Regions from separate parts of the Gossypium hirsutum genome. Here region 2 is linked to region 1. Evidence: chromatin contacts called from public Hi-C data. All regions are on one chromosome and are shown on one strand. The core of a region is the stretch at or near the end of the contact, and the rest is flanking DNA. Distances in the headings are between cores, read along the strand shown. Region 1 holds the start of LOC107918069 (MFP1 attachment factor 1). Region 2 has its middle 30 kb from the start of LOC121208095.

Region 1 (4,570 bases), core at 680-3,179:
CAACTTAAAGACAGATTATCTCATTTACCTACAAAAATGAACAATTGGAATGGCCATCCACCAAAACTATAGACATCAAAAGAGAAATAGGGGTTTTATATTACTTCAATCAAGATGGTAGCTGTAGGTGTTGGATCAAGAAAGCCGACAGAAATTTGACTGCATTGTGATGGCAACAAGATCCTACACATTTACATTGATATGCTTTTCTAAATGTTCAATAAATGCAAAAAATGCAGATTGATGATTGGTAGCAACCATAAGAAAAAAAGTATGAAGCAACTCAACATTGAAATGCAGCAAGAAAAGAAATTCACCATTGAGAAAAAGAAAATGACATTCAAATCACCCAAAGAAACATACTGTGAAGTGTAAACATATGTTACATACTGTGAAGTGTAAACATATGTTACATAATTACTAAACGTGAAAATAGCTTGAGAACTAAAAACACGAAGGCTTCGCTAAAGCATGTGTCTATATTCAATTCATATCAACTGTTTGCTCAGATGACCGAGAGCCTATACATACCAGTTCATAAGAACATGCAGTTTCAATGAAGATCTACTCATAGTTGTTCTTTAGCATTTATACTATCCCTTGGAAGTTAGATTCTAGCTCACAGCAGATATCTCTTTTAACTTTCACATCTTGATGACTCTAGTATACCTAAGAATCTTTCCTAATACATTAAGATTTTGAATCAACAATTACTTCTTCTTTTTCTAAAAAGGGATTACAATAAAAGCAAATTGAAGAAATATTAAGATTTAAGACCATATATCAGATCTATATAAAATACAGAAACCTCTATTGCATAGAACCTTATCTACACATCAACTCGTACAAGACTTTCAAGTTTCAACTTGATTGCTCTGGTTTGTTGAACAGATCATGGAGGAACACTAAGTGAATAAAGGTACAGAATACTTATGAGTTAGTTGGGAAAAATCATTAATGAAGAAAATCTCTAGCACCCTTTAAGCTGCATTTTGCACTGTATCAATGAATAAAGCAACAAACACCAAGAAACTCATAAAGATCAAGCACATTTCCACAAGAAAACAGAAAACCCTCAAAAAAGAAGAGATAAAGAAATGGTATTACAGTTACAGATTTTATTATCGTCGTATATAGGCAATTAAGCATCTCGAAAAATCCTGAGCCAAGCAGACAGATCTTTAAAAACCCTAGCAAGACCGATCATCAATCTAAAGAAAAGCCCTAAAGAGAGAGAAAGAGAGAAATGAGGATCCTTAAACTCAAGCCTCCGCCTTCACGGACGACGATGAAACCTCCTCACCATTCGCTGCTTCCGTGGCTGACGGAGCATCGGCGGCAGCGGCAGTAGCAGCGCGAGATTTGACAGTATCGAGCATACGCTTGCTGATCTCCTTGGAATACATCTGAAGGATCTCGATGCCATCATCGTCGGGGGAGAAGGCCGCACCGGCGGCTGAGAAAGCCTCCTCCTCGATAGATTTGGCCAGGGAGGCGGCCTCGTCCTCGGGGATGGTGCCGTAGCGTTTGGAAAGTACAGATTGGGAAGAGAGCGTCTCGACAAGACGGTTGATAACGGCATCGCGGGTTCGTTGAGTGGGGGGCCAAATTCGGAGAGTAAGATTATTGAGCTTGGCGGCGGTTTCATCTATTTGGGATTGAGCCTGAGTCTGGTGGGGCTCCGTTTCTGCGGTGGCTGAGTCTTGAGCAGTGGTGGTGGACTCAGTTTCGGCCATTTCTTTTGGTTTGGAACTTTTGGGCAGTGACCGGAGAGTAATGGGGATTTCGAGTTTGCGAGGGGAAGTTCTTTTAAGCCAATAAAAAATTAAAACAATAATTAGTAATTAGTATATAAGAAAGCGGATTGAATATGGGCCGAGCAACTTTCCTCATTTGTATCTACATTTAAAATGCTCTAAAATCTAGATGCTCTGGCCTTTAAATTAATTTGAAGTCTTTATTTAATGTGACCTATGTTACATATATATATTTATTTATTTATTTATTTATTTTAAATTATATAATTATATAGGTAAGTATTATTAAAAGATAAATAAAATATATAAAACATTCTAAAAAATTATATTTGTATAATATTTAAAAGATTATTATGTTGCTTATCCATACTTTCAATAATATAATTTTTTTTTGTTTTGATATCTAAAAGATGGATATCAATTATTTATTTATATTATAAATTTAATAAAAATAATGTTATTTTGAGTTCTATAATAAATAATATGTATTTTGTAACTGCTTTTTAAATATATTTATTTATTATTTACAATGTTATAAGTGATTCAGTAATATTTTTGTTTCGGTAGAATTATATATAAAGTAATTTAAATATTTTTTAATTGATAATAATTTAATTATTATTTATTTTAAATATTATTTTAATAAAATTTTATCATAATTACAAATATCACGGTTAAATTATCATAAAATATTTAATGTGACAATTCAAGATAAACCTACAAAGCAACTTTTTATTTAATGTCATGTATCATAACTAAAGTAATGCCTCATATGCTACTTTCGTAATGTTATTAATAAAATATTTTTTTATGATTTTGGTTTTAATATAATACTAAATTATGGCAAACACATTATGTATAAAAAATAAATATCATTTTTGGTTAAAATGATAAAATTCAGAAGATAAATATTAAGATGTCTTGATTTAAATCCCAGACATATAATTTTTTAAATTTATTAAAATAAAAAAAAACATATATACCTTTAAATATAACATATGTTGTTTTCCAAAATTCAAATTTTAACATCACTTTTTTTCTAATTGCAACGTCAACACTAGCTAGAAGACTCATAAGCAAATCTAAATCACCATGCTGAAATTATCTATTTGACTAATTGTATAAAAACTACATTCATAAACACCATGTTTGATTCAATGTAATTACAACTCAATTCTATGAGCCCACCACAAACCCTTGTTTGGTTTAATGGAATGTCTATTATAGGTGTTGTTATTTAGTTTTCTATTTCCACTAATCACTGAATAGAGGCTGAATAGCATTCTTTGCCCCATCCTCTGAGTTGTTATTCAGAGCACGGTAGGAATGTTGAAAGATTATCTTTTTTTTTTCATTTTGCCCTCATTTTTTCATCATCGTCCTTTCCTGCAGTTTTAACTACAACATCCATTCACTACCTTCTCCATTTACAAAGCCTTAAACACCATTGCCCCTCACCAATTTTTTTTAATCTTTTCCTCATAGGAATCGAGATCATAGAAATTTCTCAATTAGGGGCAAAATATTCAACGAAAAAATCCAGACTCAATTTAAGCCTTGGCATCATTCATTTCGATTTTGGGTTCGAGCAGCTGATATTTATACTGGCTATAAAGTCCTTACTTTATCTTTTTTTTTTATTCTTCTTCTTGTTAATTTGATAGTTTTTGATTGTTGGGTAATTATTGAAATTATAGGTGTTTCAACTTCGAGTGAGTTTTGTGAAGGATCCACAAAAGCAACATGTGTTATGAACTTGGTGGGTTTTACCTTAAGGTATACACATTGATTGGTTTGAAAATGGTTCAAATTTAAATGGGTTTCTTTCTACTTTTTTTTAGTTTATTTACTATTAGATTCTTATTGATTGATTTAGTTGTTCTTTAAACTACAATCTTTGTTTTTTTGTTCTTTCAATTCAATTAAAATGGGTTTGTCTGTTTTTACTTTTTCTATAATGCTGATTCTTATTGATTGCCCATTTTTTTGATTTCGTTGTTCTTAGCTCTTTGCAAATTACAGTCATTTCTTTTGTGTTCTTTCAGTTTGGGTTTGTATTTTTAAAGTTTTTTTTGTACTGTTTGATTCTTATTGATTGCTCCTTTTGTTGATTTTACTGTTCTTAACTATTGGCAAACTGCACAACATTTGCTTTTTGTGTTCTTTCAACTCAATTAAAGACTGAATTTTACATGTATATTCAAATTTGTTTATGTTCCTTTTGAAATCTTGTTTTACTTATTGATATTTCCCTTTTCATTTTTGTACTAAATACTTTTATCGGTAAATATATCATGAAGGCTCATGTACTAGTAGTCAGATTGCATTTTGCCCCCTTTACTAAAAAAATGTACAAAGTAGTCCCTGTAAGTTAGGTCAAATAGCAAATTGGTCGTTTTTGTAAAAAACTTCATTCATTTCTACTGTTAAAAATTGGCATGGCTGACAAAATAACCAAACAAATACACATGGTGTGTCACGTGTACCCCATGTTGACGTACAATGACCAATTTTTAACAGTAGAAACGGATGAAAATTTTAACAAAAGGACTAGTTTGGTTTTTGATATATCGTATAGGGACCAATTTGCCTAATTTTTTGGTAGAAGGAGCAAAATGCAATCTGACTCATAGTACAAGGGACTCCATGGAACTTTTACTTACTTTTATTCCCAATAATCAAGTCATGGATGTTGTTCATTGGTAGGGTGATTTACTGTAATTTGTTGATGATTTTATTTTAATTGTTTGGTGGATGCTTGAATTGAATTAGATTACTCAAATTATTGGAAAACAAGACCTAGCCCCAGCAGC
Region 2 (4,570 bases), core at 603-3,102, 53 kb before region 1:
GATGAGAGAACTGGTTGTTTATGGTTGCAACTTTTTGTTAATTTTGGTGTCTTGATAATTTAGGATGAATTGATAATTATGGAGTCTAATTATGAGATTATTCGAAAAATTGTGTACTTAATCAAATTACGAATTGACATGTTAGCTTGACGAATATGATTGTAGGATCTAAATTTTACTAATATCTATTTGTTTGATTGAATTAAGGATTGTCGGATTGATGAATGCATATAATGCCTGTGGGCAAACATTAACTAAGTGGGGGAAATTTGATAATGCACTTCATCGGCATAAGTTTATTTTTATTTTAATTAATTTTGGAAATGAGTTTTACTTAATTTGACATGTAATTAATCATTATTTATGTAGGTATAATTATTATTTAAAGTATTGGAAATGAGCGAATACGTGGATTGCATAAAAAATTTGACACGAAAACTCAAGTTATGTACAAGACGAAAATTTGAAGAATATTTTGTTATTATTTCTATTAAAACATTTTTTTTATTTTTAAGCATGTCTATTTATATTAGGGTTTTATTAATTTTAAGTTATTATTATATATGTATATATGCGTGAATAGAAAGAAAATAGAGTGGCGCACAGCCATTCCTATGCATTTTTTTAGGTTTTTATTTTATTATTATATAAAGTTGTAGTTTAGATTAATAACGGAGGCGAATACTACATTCTCCATCAAACTATTTTGTTTATTTTTAGTTTTTATTTTACATAAAGTTTATCCTTTTGTTATTATATTTTATTCTCCTTCAATTTATTGGTAGTTGATTTGAGATAGTTTCAGGCGGATAATTTATTCTGTGTTTAAATTGTGAGATTTTAAATTTGCATTTAATATTTTTTATATTGGTATTTATTAATTTTTTGATTTAAAAGATAAATTCAGTCGTCTCACAACATTGTTTTAGCATTAAATCAAGAAAGGATATCTCTCGATTTAGTTTTAAATGACATACCGTTGGTGAATTGGTATGATTCATAATTGTCATATTTAGTCCATCGAAAAACAATTTGATGTGACCAATTGAGTGAGTGATCGGGCCCATTAAGGGAATTAACGATCAAGTTTAAATGATTCGTGCAGTTAAAACCGTTGATTTGAACCAGGTTCTTTTAGTTTATAAGGTTGCCAAGGAATTAAATTGTGGAAGATATTTTTAAGGTTATTTGCTTGATAAGGGCTAGTTGTTGGGTTATTTCCGTACTTAATCTACTAATAAAAAAGAATTAGGAGGTTTGAGGTTGTTCCTCGATCTCTATAATTAACTTATCAATTAGAAGAGGAAATTTATTGTACGGAATTAGTTTGAAGCTAGAGTTTTCATTTATTTATTTTATTTAGATTTAATTTAGATTAGTTGTAATCTCTTTTTAGATTTGTGTAATGTTAGTTATTAGAAATTCAAATTAGTTAGTCCAATCTCTATCTCTATATTGCAAATTTAATTTATTTTTAATTTAAATATAAAAATGTATATTTGGTGAATTGGACGGTAGCAGTGACCCAATGAAAATGTAGGAGACCCACATCAAGTTTTTCATCTATATAAACTTTACATTCTCCGAACCACCATTAATAGTTGTGTAAATTGCTCACATCTTATATCAAGAATATTGATTTAAAAGAAGAGATAATTGGGTGAAGTACATATACTGGGGTATGCTTTAATTTCGAGAGTAGCTAAATAAACAAATACATTAAAATGGAAATGGAGACTTGTCAAAAACTAGTATTGTAAACTTCTTTTCATGTTTGTATGTACCGTCCTTGTACTAAAGGAAAATGACAGTTCAACGAACCTCCCTACTTTTTCCCTTCACAAAAGTAAGAAAAGGAACGCATTCAAAACTCTCCGCCCTTTCCATACATATATGGATTTAATAATGTGTCAACCTACAAGGAAGTCTAAAGACCGCGTACCAGATGTAACCACACGCGTCTCATCTTCCCAAAAACGTGTGGGTTGAACCTCACCATAACATATTACTAATAAATCAAATAATCAAAAGTAATAAAATTAAATTTATGATTTACTTATATCGTCGTATATTTTTAAATTTTATTAGTGAGGTGGTATATAAATATGTGAATATCATTTTATTATTATTATTAAATCTGTATACATATATTTATCAGTTTATGTTTGAAGTCCCAACTCAAAGAATACAAAAGCTACTCTTAAAGTAAATATTTGCCTTAGCTACCCATGAAAAAGTAAGCCTAAAATATAGTATTTAGCAATGCTTGTATAGGATGAGGCTGAGTCAATCAATCCTGTTAAAGATCCCACTTTCGCAAACCTCATCACCGTCTCATCAACCCAGTTCGACGCTTATATATATAATTATATAGCGATAGCTAGCAAACCCATAGCAATATTCCAACGACAACCCAATTTAAAACAATTGGCAAAAGCCTTTATTGTGAGAGCTCAAATAAGTTTTATACATATATTTCATATGTTGAGGATGACTAAGAACAGCTCGGCATCAATGCAGCGTCTTGTTTTTATGATGGGTGTATTGGCATTGTTGGTTTCAACAGAGTTGGTCATCGCTGTCCATGGCCGAACCCTTCGATCAACAACGATGGTTGTTGGAGGATGCGAAGAACAAGGGGGAAGGATGGGGGTATTATCATTTGGTGCATTATCAGCAGCAAACCATTCCAGCAATAGTCGTAATTCGTTTAGAAGCTTGGGTTTTAGATTAGCCTCCGGACCAAGCAAAAGGGGTCCTGGACATTAACATTAAATACTCCATTGTTTAGATTAAGCTTGCCATTTTTTTTCCCTCTCTTTAATCTTCTTCATCCAGGATAATAGGGGGATTTATTTATTTTTTTCATTCATTTGAAAGAGATGTTAGTGAAATAATTTTGATTAGAATTGGGATAATCTTTGTACGTTTTCATGATGAAATGAAAGAACAGAAACCATATTATCAATTCTTTTGATGATTCTGTGATCTTCAGCAAAACCACTGTTATTTTGTGTCTGTTGAGTTTCGAATAGATTTATAATTATAATTTGCAGACAAGCTGAATATTTTATCCCTAAGTTTGTCAAGTGGTGACAGCATGTGTGTAACTAGCTTTCAACAAGAAGATAGATTTGAGCCATTTATGCAATTAAAATTATCTAATAACCCTAAATTGAAATTCAACATTTATAATTTTCCTCTTTATTTTTTAAGCTACATCATACAAAGCACTCAGCTATTAATTTTTAATGCACTAACCCTCATTTATGTGTAAATCATTTTTTTTATTCTTAATCATATTTATCTGAACAACAGAAAAGTGTTAGTATTGCAGTGATGTTAACATTTTTCTTGTAAAGAAATCTTCTCCACATTGTTTTTAAGAATACTTTGACCCTCCCAAACCTAAAACTGGACCGCTTGAAAGTTGAAACTTTATGTTGTTGAACTAACAATTTTCTCACTTCACAAAAGGATCATAGCAAACTAGCAAGAAATGGGTCAAATCTTCTAAAATATTATATCCTCTACTTGTTTTTTCTTTTAACACTTTATTATTTGTAAGAGTTCCATTGATTAATGAGAAAGTGTGTGAAAGCTACCGACAAATCCACTTTCGCGGCGCCCAAACTCCTCTCCTCAGCACCAATCTCCATTTATATAATTTCCACATTTTAAATTAATTTTAATATTTGTATTTCAATTATTCTTATTTTTTTACTATCTTTTAGTTTCGCTTTCAATATTTAATTATTTTTTTAATATTATGAAATAACTAACTTAAAATAATATTTTTTATTTTAATTATTGAATATAATTAAAAATATATTAATTTATCAATTTAAATATTATAATTGAATTTTTTTATAATAACTTTATTTTTAAATCAACAATTTTTTAACTATAAATTAGATTATAATTATTTTTAAATGTAAATTTTATAATATGATAAAAAAAATAAAGGATATTCTCGTCAATTCAAAAAAATTTCTAAACTCATACTTTTATATATATTATAAATAATTATATTTAAAATAAAATATAACAATAAAATTTATTTATTTCACTTAATTAATAATTTAAAAACATATTTTTACTATGTTATCATATATATATATAATATAAAAGAAGGTACGGAACCATAAAAAATTTGAGTTCTAAATAAATTCTTTAAGTTCTAAAACATTTTCTTTTTTAGTTTTATTTAAAGTGAGTTCCACATTTAAAATTAAGTTTTAAATATATATTTTTTTGTTATTACATTAATTACAAAATCCAAATTATTAAACATTCTAAATAACTTCTCAATTATATTTACATTATTCATCCTCAATCCTCTTTCCTGAATTGTAATTTACTACTAATCTTATATCATATAATATATATATATATGAAGTTCCATGAGCAAATTTAGATCTACCACCAAGATTTTAGGTTGATTCTTTTTGGTGATTACTACTAATATATTAGCTATAAATTTTTTAAGGTTAAAGTTATAACAATTATATTAAATTAGCTTCTTTATTACTAAATCAATCAATCTTGTTTTTATACTATTCAAAAGAAT

What was found. Hi-C and Micro-C count contacts between places; a contact is called where the count stands out from the background.
Region 2: a contact with region 1 is called in a Hi-C map of leaf, with 1.9 times the contacts expected there. The contact joins the enhancer-like site here to the promoter of LOC107918069 in region 1. A contact is called at or near these places in 3 of 34 Hi-C or Micro-C datasets (all in leaf).

Annotation. Positions count from the first base shown.
Region 1 is chrA01:27,400,449-27,405,018 of Gossypium_hirsutum_v2.1, reverse strand. It overlaps LOC107918069 (MFP1 attachment factor 1), which reads right to left and starts at 1,929. Exons shown (of 1, transcript XM_016847574.2): 1 at 1,091-1,929. The coding sequence starts at 1,736. The coding sequence ends at 1,263.
Region 2 is chrA01:27,453,818-27,458,387 of Gossypium_hirsutum_v2.1, reverse strand. No RefSeq gene overlaps it. Among protein-coding and RNA genes, the nearest start is that of LOC121208095, 30 kb to the left of the region's middle. Within about 2 kb of position 1,852, at least 6 of the 9 cell types and tissues checked have an H3K27ac peak or open chromatin away from gene starts, as enhancers often do. A contact at or near this core is called in leaf, where this site is marked.